Linked DNA regions of Canis lupus: region 2 is linked to region 1. Evidence: chromatin contacts called from public Hi-C data. All regions are on one chromosome and are shown on one strand. The core of a region is the stretch at or near the end of the contact, and the rest is flanking DNA. Distances in the headings are between cores, read along the strand shown.

What was found. Hi-C and Micro-C count contacts between places; a contact is called where the count stands out from the background.
Region 2: a contact with region 1 is called in a Hi-C map of blood, with 3 times the contacts expected there. The contact joins the promoter of LOC478449 here to the promoter of HNRNPDL in region 1. A contact is called at or near these places in 2 of 9 Hi-C or Micro-C datasets (both in blood).

The regions. Positions count from the first base shown.
Region 1 is chr32:33,592,125-33,597,565 of UU_Cfam_GSD_1.0, forward strand. HNRNPDL (heterogeneous nuclear ribonucleoprotein D-like) reads left to right here and starts at 2,539. Exons shown (of 8, transcript XR_005382909.1): 1 at 2,539-3,180; 2 at 3,977-4,145; 3 at 4,238-4,399; 4 at 4,888-5,019; 5 at 5,168-5,282. It overlaps ENOPH1 (enolase-phosphatase E1), which reads right to left and starts at 1,751. Exons shown (of 6, transcript XM_038582291.1): 1 at 1,527-1,751. The coding sequence starts at 1,610.
Region 2 is chr32:33,722,601-33,728,292 of UU_Cfam_GSD_1.0, forward strand. It overlaps LOC478449 (vesicle-associated membrane protein 714-like), which reads right to left and starts at 3,974. Exons shown (of 9, transcript XM_038582308.1): 1 at 3,827-3,974. The coding sequence starts at 3,904. It overlaps LOC102152686 (a long non-coding RNA gene), which reads left to right and starts at 3,727. Exons shown (of 11, transcript XR_005382912.1): 1 at 3,727-3,889.

The DNA.
Region 1 (5,441 bases), core at 1,289-3,788:
AAGTGGTTGTTATATTGGAGTCCTAAAAGTGTACAGATTTTAATCCACAGAAGAAAATCCTTATCACAGGTAATTTTAAAAATAAAACTTTTAAAAATTTAAGACTCAGACTGCTCAATTTGTTGGAAGACGAGTTTTTCAACTACGTTGTCAACAGTATCCCTACTATTATTGTATGCAAACCCTTCTAGACAATGCTTTCATCTTAAAACTCTAGAAGTCAAAGCGTAGATTAGACCTGAGAATTTTTTAAATTATATTAATATTTGATATCTAGGGGCGCCTGGGTGGCTCAGTGGTTGAGACTCTGCCTTTGGCTCAGTTTGTGATCCCAGGGTCCCGGAATCGAGTCTCTGCCTCTCTCATGAATAAATAAAATCTTAAACATTGTTTTGATATTTATTCTAATAGAATATAGGTATTTTTTTGAAGATTTTTTATTTGTTCATGAAAGAGAGAGAGAGAGAGAGAGAGAGAGAGAGAGAGGGGGGGGCAGAGGGAGAAGCAGGCTCCATGCGGGGAGCCTGCTGCGGGACTCGATCCCGGGACTCCAGGACCACATCCTGGCTAAACCAGTGAGCCACCCGGGGCCGCCCGAATATAGGTAAAATTTTTTAAAGCCCAGCTATAACGCAGAGCTCGCGAATAAGCCTACGAAGTAGGTGTAGACAGTTGCTTGGTTAATAGTGACGCCCTAGGATAGAGGCTTTGGGCAAGAGCTTCAAGTTTCCATGATTTTCAGAGAAAAATGAACGGAATCTAGACCTTTTTGTGCTACAGGCTAATGAATCAGCGTTCCACAGTGATTAACAGTCCAATAACACGAAGAGTGCTACTCGGCCATTACCAGCAGGAGTGAAAAGGGGCGAGTCAGCCGGGCTACCTGAAAAGTCATCTTGAGGGGATCCCCGGGTGGCGCCGCGGTTTGGCGCCTGCCTTTGGCCCAGGGCGCGATCCTGGAGACCCGGGGTCGAGTCCCACATCGGGCTCCCGGTGCATGGAGCCTGCTTCTCCCTCTGCCTATGTCTCTGCCTCTCGCTCTCTCTCCGTGTGACTATCATAAATAAATAAATATTAAAAAAAAAAAAAAAGCCATCCTGACACTCCCGTCCACGTCTTAGGGACTGGAAGCCTCCAGGCCCCCGCCGCCGCCGCCGCCGCCGCGCCGAAGCCAGCCCAGAGCCCGGCGGACGCAGCGCACCTGGCGGAGGGGGCGGGGCGCCCCGTCTCCCCACGCGGGCGGGTCTGCCCGCCGCCGCCCCCCTCCGCCAGCCACCATCCCGTCCCCACCCGCGTCCCACCCATCGGCATCTGACCGAGAGCAGGGGCTGGCGACGAAGGGCCTATCCCCGCAACCTGCCGCACGGCAGCCTTTCTACTCCCTCCCCCCACGGCGAGTGCAGCGCCACGCCGCCTCTCCCACGCCTTAGGTCAGGTCTCTGGTCCAGGGTGGGCAGCACTTAAAAGAAAAGAAAGAAAGAAATGTTTTTAATTGCTTTCAAGCACCGCTCCCTTCCGCCCCTCACCTTCACGAAAGCAATCGGGGTTGTGGTACCTTCGACATCTAACAGGATGACGGTGACTTCGGCGGGCACGGGAAGCACGACCATCTCCCTGCCGGATGCAAGCACCGGAATCGGCCTACTAGCGGGAGGGCGGAGGGCGGCGCCCACTGCGCCCCGACACGGTCCTGGGCTGCCCACGGCCCCGCGGGAACGTGCCGCCCGGCACCCGCGTGCGGCCCGGAGCACGAGGGGCAGGGCCGCGCCGCCCAAGGCGCACAGCACCGCGGCACGGGCGTCCGCCGCCACCCAGCAGCCCGGGCCCGAGGCCGACACCACGTGGGCGGGGGGAGGGGCGGCCTCGCGGAGCCCGAGCGGGCGGGGGCGGGCACAGGCGGCGACGCCGATTGGCCACCAGAGGGCCCCGAACGCGGCCCGTCCACGTGGGCCTCGCGTGGGCGGGAACAAAGAAGCGAGCGCGGGAGCCGGGTGCGCGGGCGCGCGCGCGCCCTCCGCAGACTGGTGGAGCGAGCGGGAGCGGCCCGGGGCACGTGCAGACGGGAGCCCCGCGAGTGGCGCGCCGGGGATGTGAGTGCCCCTTGCCCCCTACGGCACCTACCCCCTCCCCGCCCACCGCCTCCGCTTTGGCGTGTTTACAGTAACCGGGCCGGGCTCGCGGCCCTCCTCCCGCCCGCAGCCTGCCGGAGAGGCCGTGCCGGGGCCGGGACTGGGACTGGCCGGCCTGACTGCGTGGGCCCGGGCTCCGGCCGACCGGCTGCGGAGGCCCCCGCGCGCCCGCTTCCTGCTCGGCTGGTTCCAGCCGGCTCGAGGACGAAACACGCGTGCGCGCGGCGGGCGGACGGGCGGGCGGGCGCGCTCGCTGTCTCGGCCGCCGGCGCCGGGCGCAGTCCGCCTGTGTCGGGAGCAGCCCGGCCACGGTGCTAATCGAGAGCAGCGGCCGCCGCCGCCGCCGCCCCCGCCGCCGCCGCAGTCCGCACTGGGGGACCGAGGGCTTTGGGAAGAGGCGGGGCTGACGGCTCTTTGCTAGCAGTGGGCTGGACCGGACGCCAGAGACAAAGGCTCTCAAGACCGGAGGGACGGTGGCCCTGCGACGGCGCTGCTCGGACTCCTGAGCCCGGGACTCTTCGCCCCTTCGTTTTCCTCTTCTGACGCTTCTCTCCTCTTAAGCCCGCGCCCCCTCACCCACGACCTCGCTCCTCACCGGGAGGGCCGCGATGGAGGTCCCGCCCCGGCTCTCCCATGTGCCGCCGCCATTGTTCCCCTCCGCTCCCGCGACTTTAGCCTCCCGCAGCCTTTCCCATTGGCGGCCGCGGGCGCCGCGGCAGCTCGCCCCGCTCCTCCCTTCGCTCGCTTCCAGCTCGGCCCGGCAGGGGGCGCGCCGGGCCCAACGCCACGTCACCGCCCAGCAGCCCTCCCGATTGGCGGGCGGGGCGGCTATAAAGGGAGGGCGCAGGCGGCGCCCGGATCTCTTCCGCCGCCATTTTAAATCCAGCTCCATACAACGCTCCGCCGCCGCTGCTGCCGCGACCCGGACTGCGCGCCAGCACCCCCCGGCCGACAACTCCGCCGCCATGGAGGACATGAACGAGTACAGCAACATAGAGGAGTTCGCAGAGGGATCCAAGATCAACGCGAGCAAGAATCAGCAGGATGACGGGTACCGCACGCCTCTCTCTTCTTTTCCCCCTCCCCCAGCGCGCCGCACGCGCCTTTCGTCCCTCTGGAGCCGCGCGCTGCCACGGCTCTTGCCCCGAGTCGATTCCCCGCGTGCCCGCTGGGCCCCACTCGCTCAGAGGGAAGAAGAAAGTAGGAGACGGAGGGGGTGACTCGAGAGGCCCGCGGAAGGTGGGGGAAGGGCGGGGGAGTTGGAGGAGGAGGGCGGCGGCGTCCGTGTCCCGAGTGCGCAGGCGCCGCGTGGGGCCCGAGGGGGAGGGGCCGGCCTCGCTGCGCCACATGCTGCAGCTGCCGCCGCCTTTTCATTGTGTCTGTATCGGGGCCCCCGCACGGCTTCCCTGCGGAGTGTAGGGAATCCTTGCTTTGGGAATCCGTGTGTGACTGGTACCCGGATCTCCTTCAGAATGCGTTGGGAGTTCTTGAGGTGGAACGTTGCTTTGACAGCTGCGGAAGAGGTAGAGTAGACCTAAGTTGTGAGGGATCAACTTTAGGAAGTTGGGTTTATAAGGCTGAAGCGATGTTGAATATGCTTTCTTGGCTTCGTTGAAACTTCGTATGACGAGGTGTGGTGAGCAAGCTGTCCATTCGTTGTTTCGAATAAGTGACCTCGATGGAATCTGAGGGGTTTTGTGGTCTTTTGTTCATACGTGATCTGTAGACACTGAATTATTTGCACACGCATTGCTTCTTCCTGTTCGTTTCGTAAACCTAATTCCCCAACTGAGGTAATCCTGCGGGGTGCTGCTAATCTTTTTTTTTTTTAATAACTTCATTTCTAGTAAAATGTTTATTGGAGGCTTGAGCTGGGATACAAGCAAGAAAGATCTGACTGAATATTTGTCTCGATTTGGGGAAGTTGTAGACTGTACAATTAAGACAGATCCAGTGACTGGAAGATCAAGAGGATTTGGATTTGTGCTTTTCAAAGATGCTGCTAGTGTTGATAAGGTAGGAGCAGGTTCCGCATTGTGCTGCTTCTGTGTTTTTGCAAATTGGGGGTTTGGTTGTATATTGTCAGATTAAACGCACTTGTCTTCTAGGTTTTGGAACTGAAAGAACACAAACTGGATGGCAAGTTGATAGACCCCAAAAGGGCCAAAGCTTTAAAAGGGAAAGAACCCCCAAAAAAGGTTTTTGTGGGTGGATTGAGCCCAGATACTTCCGAAGAACAAATTAAAGAATATTTTGGAGCCTTTGGAGAGGTGCGCTGTGTTTTTATATGTCTTTCATACTTGGAATGTTTATATACATGAGTGTTCGTCCCCAGCCTTTTACAGAATTGATTGATTTGTCAGGTGATGGGAAGAGGTTAAAATTAACTGCTTGAGTCCCTTCTAGTCACTGTACCTTAAATTACTGTTTTCTGTGCTGTGATAGAAACCAACATCTAATTTATTTTGGCCAAAACACGGGTGCTTTGGAGGTGGTGGTCAGTATTTGGAATTAATAACCAGTGGCATCTCTTGGGTACAAAATGATAATAAATGAAGTTTTGCTCTCTAACTGCTTCACAGATGAAGCTTTGTGGTGTGATACTGATAATAAAATAGGTGTTTCTGTACAGAAGTAATCTGACTAGAGGAATAGACAACATGTTATACTGAAGTTTGAAAAGAATCTTTGGAATTCTAAAACACTTTGGTAGCTTTTACCATTACTGGATGATGTTGAATGTGCTTCTTGATTTCAGATTGAAAATATTGAACTTCCCATGGATACAAAAACAAACGAAAGAAGAGGATTTTGTTTTATTACCTATACAGACGAAGAGCCAGTAAAGAAATTGTTAGAAAGCAGATATCATCAAATTGGTTCTGGGAAGGTAAAGCCATTTTGTTTTTATTAAGTGAAAATTTAGAGGATGTTTTTTGTTTTCGAATGTGAGATTTCTCAATTTATGAGAATAGAATGGCTTGACCTTACAGTAAAAACTCCAGGTTTTTTTTTTTTTTTTTCTTATGTGTATATAGTGTGAAATCAAAGTTGCACAACCCAAAGAGGTATATAGGCAGCAACAGCAACAACAAAAAGGAGGAAGAGGTGCTGCAGCTGGTGGACGAGGTGGTACTAGGGGTCGTGGACGAGGTGAGACTTAATCCTTTGGGACCTAAATCTTTGGATATGACTCCCCATGGTTTAGGCTGTAAACTGCTAAATAGGAATAAGCCCATAAGAAAATTCAGCCAGATTTCCAACATAAAAATGCTCTCATTGGTGGGTGGGTTTTTGTTTACTGGTTTCGCC
Region 2 (5,692 bases), core at 2,724-5,223, 130 kb after region 1:
AAAAACCCCAAACTGTTCCTTAAAGCTCCTTGTCATTCTTTTACTTCTCACTGGTCAGCTTCTGCACAGCAGTTTTACCAAACCTTTAGTCCTTTCCTCCAACTGCATACTGCTCCAGGTCCTTCTACTTTCTTACTTCCCTGCATGCTTCAGAAAGAAAGGCCACTGGGCTTGTGAGCTGCTTCAGCTTTCTGTTTTTCTCCCTTCTTAACCGTTTGTTGACAATCTACTATACACTAGGCATTGTACACTGCAAAGACAGAGATGACAGTTCCTGCCCTGAAGGAGTCTGATGGCTGCAAGGGATCAGAAAAAGAATACAATTCAGCCCCTTACGTACTTTGGTAAAGGGATGTAAATTAGCCTGGGCATAGAGAAGGCTTCAGGGAGGCTTTGAGAAAAGTTACAAAACACAAAAGAGGTTATATTGTTAAAATTTAGAAAAGTGGGTTCCATGGAGAGGGAATGGGAGGTATAAAGACCTTGGTGAGATGAGTGTGAAGTTCAGGGTAGCTGGAGGAGCACCAGGATGTGTGGGAAGAGAAGGAGACAATCGTGGAAAAGCCCTACCAGGAGGGTCTCGAATGCCAGGCTAATGAGTATGGATTTTATTCTGAATGTAATGAGGCACCACCAAATGTTTTTAAGCAGGAGAGTGACATCATACTTCCTTTTAGGCGGTTCGAGAGGGACAAGGCTGAAGTTTGGGAGATCATGTCTAGGAGGCATTTTCAAGAACTCTGGCGGGAAGTAATCAGGGCCTAGAAGGTTCAGAAGCAAGAAGATGTGTTCAACACCTATGCAGGAGACAGAACTGATAGAACTGGATGGCAAATGAACAAATATGAAGGTGTAGAAGATGAGAAAGTGGAAGATGCCTCCTCATTTCCAGCTTGAACGGCTCAGTAGAACCACTCAGCAAGATGAGAAACAGATGAGGAGGAAGCTGTTGGGAAATTTAATTAGTTCCAGACATGATATGTTTGAACTTCTTCTGTTAGGTGATGTAACTGTGGAGAGAGATTACTTTGGAAGTGGATCAAGGTAAAGGTGTCCATGGATGTGAATGAATGTGACAAGTTAAAGGAGTAGTGAAGACAGAAGCCTGGAGAACATAGCACTTAGGGACTGGCAAAGAGGAGAACCCAGAAGGAGACCAGTTCTATATCTCTATGTCCACACTCTTCTATTCCCTGAGATAAAGAGGATATTCCTATAATCCAAGACTCACATCTCCACTGCTACCCTGGATTCCTTTTTTTTTTCTTAATTTCAAGATTTTATTTATTTATTTGAGAGAGGGAGAGAGCTAGCGAGAGAGAGAGAGAGAGAGAGAGAGAGAGCATGAGCTGAGGGAGAGGGAGGAGACGCAGGCACCCCACTGAGCAGGGAGCCTGATGCGAGGCTCAATCCCAGGACCCCAGGATCATGACCTGAGCTGAAGGCAGATGCTTAACCAACTGAGCAACTCAGGAGCCCAGCTACGCTGGATTCTACGCCTTCTGTTCCTTCAGGTCTTGCTGTACCAATAACCTCATCTCTCTCTCTCTTTTTTTTTTTTTTATGATAGTCACACAGAGAGAGAGAGAGAGAGAAAGAGAGAGAGGGAGAGAGGCAGAGACACAGGCAGAGGGAGAAGCAGGCTCCATGCACCGGGAGCCTGACGTGGGATTCGATCCCGGGTCTCCAGGATCGCGCCCTGGGCCAAAGGCAGGCGCTAAACTGCTGCGCCACCCAGGGATCCCCAACCTCATCTCTTTTATTGTAAACCTTTTCTCCTTTCCATTAGCCCACATACGTTGAAAGTCTTTCCTGTTTTAAAAAGTGAGGCCCCTTCCTGGACCATACTTCTTCAGCTTTTACTCTATCTCACTTCCCTTCTAAAATCTTGTGAGAAGGTCTAACTCCACTCTTCCTATTCCCTCACCTCCCATTCAGTTGGCCTCAAGCAATGGGGCTTTTGCCTCTACTGCTTTTTCCAAACTGCTAATCCTAAAACCATCAATCATTTTCTAATTGGGGATCCAATGAGCACTTTTTAAGTCTTGTTCAACTTCTTTGGGGGCATAAACCATTCCTTTAACTTTCTTCTCTGGCTTTTCGGACCCACAGCTCTCATTTGGTGCCCCATTTCTCTACCCTGCTCCTGCAGTGTTCTGCCTTTTGGTCCTCTTCTCTCCTCACTTTCATACTTTTCTTTTCTACCTTCTTCTACTAGCTTCAACTGTTAGCCATGACTCTCTGAGCGCTACTTGTTGGACATTTTTTTGACCTCAATCTTTTGGGAATAAGGCGGAGGAAGAAATACCCAACTAGATTGGCCGGTGGAGGAAAAAATACCCAACTAGATTGGCCACTTCCAACAGGCAACAAACTACAACCCGTTTCAAACTATACTCTCCTCCCCTGCATTCCCTCTGACTTCCTCCTTCAAAATCCTGCTCCTCCTTCTGTAATTTCAATCTTGTTTAATGCCACCTGAAAAAAAAATGTTTGATAAATCATCACGTAGTACATCTTAAACTTATACACCATCATATGTGAATTAGGTCTCAATAATCCTGGGGCGGGGGGGGGGAAATCAAAAAAAGAAAAAAAAAAGGAAAATCATTCTAGGCATGGCCCAGTTCCCCTCGGTTTTCACAGTCTCTCTAGGATCTGCGCCCTCCCTCCCATCTGCACCGTCCCGGCCCTTCGCTCAGGCTCTTTGAGCTCCTACAGAAACGACAATGCCATGCCAACTGGTTTTCTCCCCTCCACGCCACCTTCCCATATTGGAACCAAACCAGGTTTTCCAAAGATGAATCAGATCCTGCCATTCCTCTGTTTAATCGCTCCCCAGTTTCCCTACAATACAAGGAGCCACACTATAGGACCGACCCTTCGTTAAGCACCCGCTGTCCGCTTTCCGGACCTCATCTTTAGCCCCCCCCCGCACCGCGACCCTGTGCTCTCGCCACGCTTAGGTTTTGGGGTTCCCCAAACAAGCACACCGTGCTGCTCCACCCGAACCGAGTTCCCCTTTCCCTTCCCTGTCTCAGGCTAACTCTCACAAGATTTCTAGGCCAAGCGCCCCAGTCACCCCTGCTGTGGTCCCCAAGCAGCCACCATCCTGAAGCCCCAGGAGCAATCTCGACCCGTCTCCCCCCGAGGACTTTCTTTTTTTTTTTTTTAAACTTTTAAAAAAATTTTTATTTATTCATGATAGTCACAGAGAGAGAGAGAGAGAGAGAGAGGCAGAGACACAGGCAGAGGGAGAAGCAGGCTCCATGCACCGGGAGCCCGACGTGGGATTCGATCCCGGGTCTCCAGGATCGCGCCCTGGGCCAAAGGCAGGCGCCAAACCGCTGCGCCACCCAGGGATCCCCCCCCCCGAGGACTTTCGCACCGTCGGACAAATTCTACAGCCCCTGGTCCTAACGAGACAAGGAGCTCATCAAGGTCCCGTCTTCTCCTCGCCGCTGCGCCCCCTACACCTGTACCCCGGGACTATGCAACTGGCACATGTTCGATAAATGTGGGCTGAACTGCAAGTCACTGTTCCGCGGCGGAGAGAAAACCTCCAAGGGCCTCTGGAACCGCAGCTGCACGCGGCGGCTCGTGCCCGCCAAGGGGGGCGCGCGCACCACCCCCCCCCCCCACCCCTAGGCGGCGCACTGCGCCCAGCGCCCCGCGACCCGCGACCCGGAAGCGCGGGGGCTCTCGCCCGAGACCCGCCGGCCTCGGCCCCGACCGCCGGGCGGCGCAGCGTCCTGAGGGGCGGGCCCGGCAGGCACCACCCTCGAAGAGGCGGAACCTGCCCAGGCGGAGGTCCGGACCCCGGTACCTGATAGGAGCCGCCGGTCAGGGCCAGCTCCGCTAGGACCGCTCGGCCATTAGCGACACAGCTGTAGGTGATCGTCATGGCGGGCGGGCCCGGGAGGAGAGGTTCCGGCCGGCCTGAACCGCCCGCCACGGCCTCGGGGCGGCGACGGGGGCGGGGCTAGGGGCTAGGGGCGGGGCGGGGGCGGGGCTAGGGCGGGCTCGGGGCGGGGCTCGCGCAGGCGCGAGGAGCGATTGCTTGGAGGGGGCGGGAGGCGGGGCCATCCCTGGCCTGGGCGGAGCCTCTGCCGAGACGGGGCGGGGCTAGGGCGGGGCTCGGGGCGGGGCTCGCGCAGGCGCGAGGAGCGATTGCTTGGCGGGGCGGGAGGCGGGGCCATCCCTGGCCTGGGCGGAGCCTCTGCCGACGGGGCTCGCGCAGGCGCGAGGAGCGATTGCTTGGCGGGGGCGGGAGGCGGGGCCATCCCTGGCCTGGGCGGAGCCTCTGCCGAGACGGGGGCGGGGCTAGGGCGGGGCTCGGGGCGGGGCTCGCGCAGGCGCGAGGAGCGATTGCTTGGCGGGGCGGGAGGCGGGGCCATCCCTGGCCTGGGCGGAGCCTCTGCCGAGACGGGGCGGGGCTAGGGCGGGGCTCGGGGCGGGGCTCGCGCAGGCGCGAGGAGCGATTGCTTGGCGGGGGCGGGAGGCGGGGCCATCCCTGGCCTGGGCGGAGCCTCTGCCGAGACGGCGGGGCCATCCCTGGCCTGGGCGGAGCCTCTGCCGAGACGGGGGCGGGGTTTGGTACAAAACAAAACAAAACAAAACTGGCCTTGGGTGAGTGAAACCTTCCTACTTCGTGCTTCTCCGTAAAGTCACTTGGTGAGAGCCAGTTCGCTTCACGGTACCACCTGCCTACGATTCAGTCCACAACATGACAAGTAAAATAAAATTCATCCATTAACTCAGCCAGCGGCTATTGAACTCCCGCAGTTGGGAGGATGCTAAGAGGCAGGCCCCGAGGTGTGGCTCTGAGGGGTTCTTTCTGGAAGTGGCTACAGAGGCAGGTGAAGACAGACGCCGATTCCAATGAGTGACATGCGGAAAGATCAACTAAGTGGTAGAAGCTGGGGCGGAGGCAGCCCATTCTCCCGGGGAGAGGGAGCAAAGCCTTCTCGGTCGCTGCACCCCCCCCCCCGCCCCCGCCCCGACTTCGGAGGGGTTGGAATTTCTCTAAGGGAGGAGGAAGGCGAGGACAGCCTAAGCAGAGGGAACAGCTTCTGTAAAGGCTTGAGAGCAGGCAGGTGGGTTTAGGCAATGGGTGTGAGTAGTGTGGCAGAGGAAAGGTGTGCGGCGGAGTGGGTAGGAAAGGAGAGGGGTAGGAGCGATAGAATGATTTGTCATCCTAGGTCTTGAGTTCCTGGACAAGAACTTAAAAAAAAAAAATATATATATATATATATACAAGCTTCAGATAAGTTTATGTATTTTCATCAGCAGGGTGTTGTGGTAGAGTGAAAAGAAATCCGACGAACTTGGATTGAATATAGGCACTGCCATGTATTCTGCACCTTCATTGTAACTTAACCTTTCTGAGACTCAGTTTCCTAGTCTATAAAATGGGTGTAGTCTTCAAGTTTAAATTAAGTAATTATGCAAAGTACTTAGCAGTTGCACCCTGAGTGTGATAAATACATTAAATGAGAATTACTTTCTTGCTCTCAGTAGTATAACTCTAAAGGAAAACCAGTCGATGTCCTTCTGGGTGATTGGCAGAGGTGGAGACAGGTAGTCAATGGAGTTCATTTTAACCCAGTGCAATCAAATTGGATTTGACAAGCAGGTCGCAGAACTTGTCTGGACAGTAACTCCTGTGAAAAATGCTTTGTTGAATCATGTA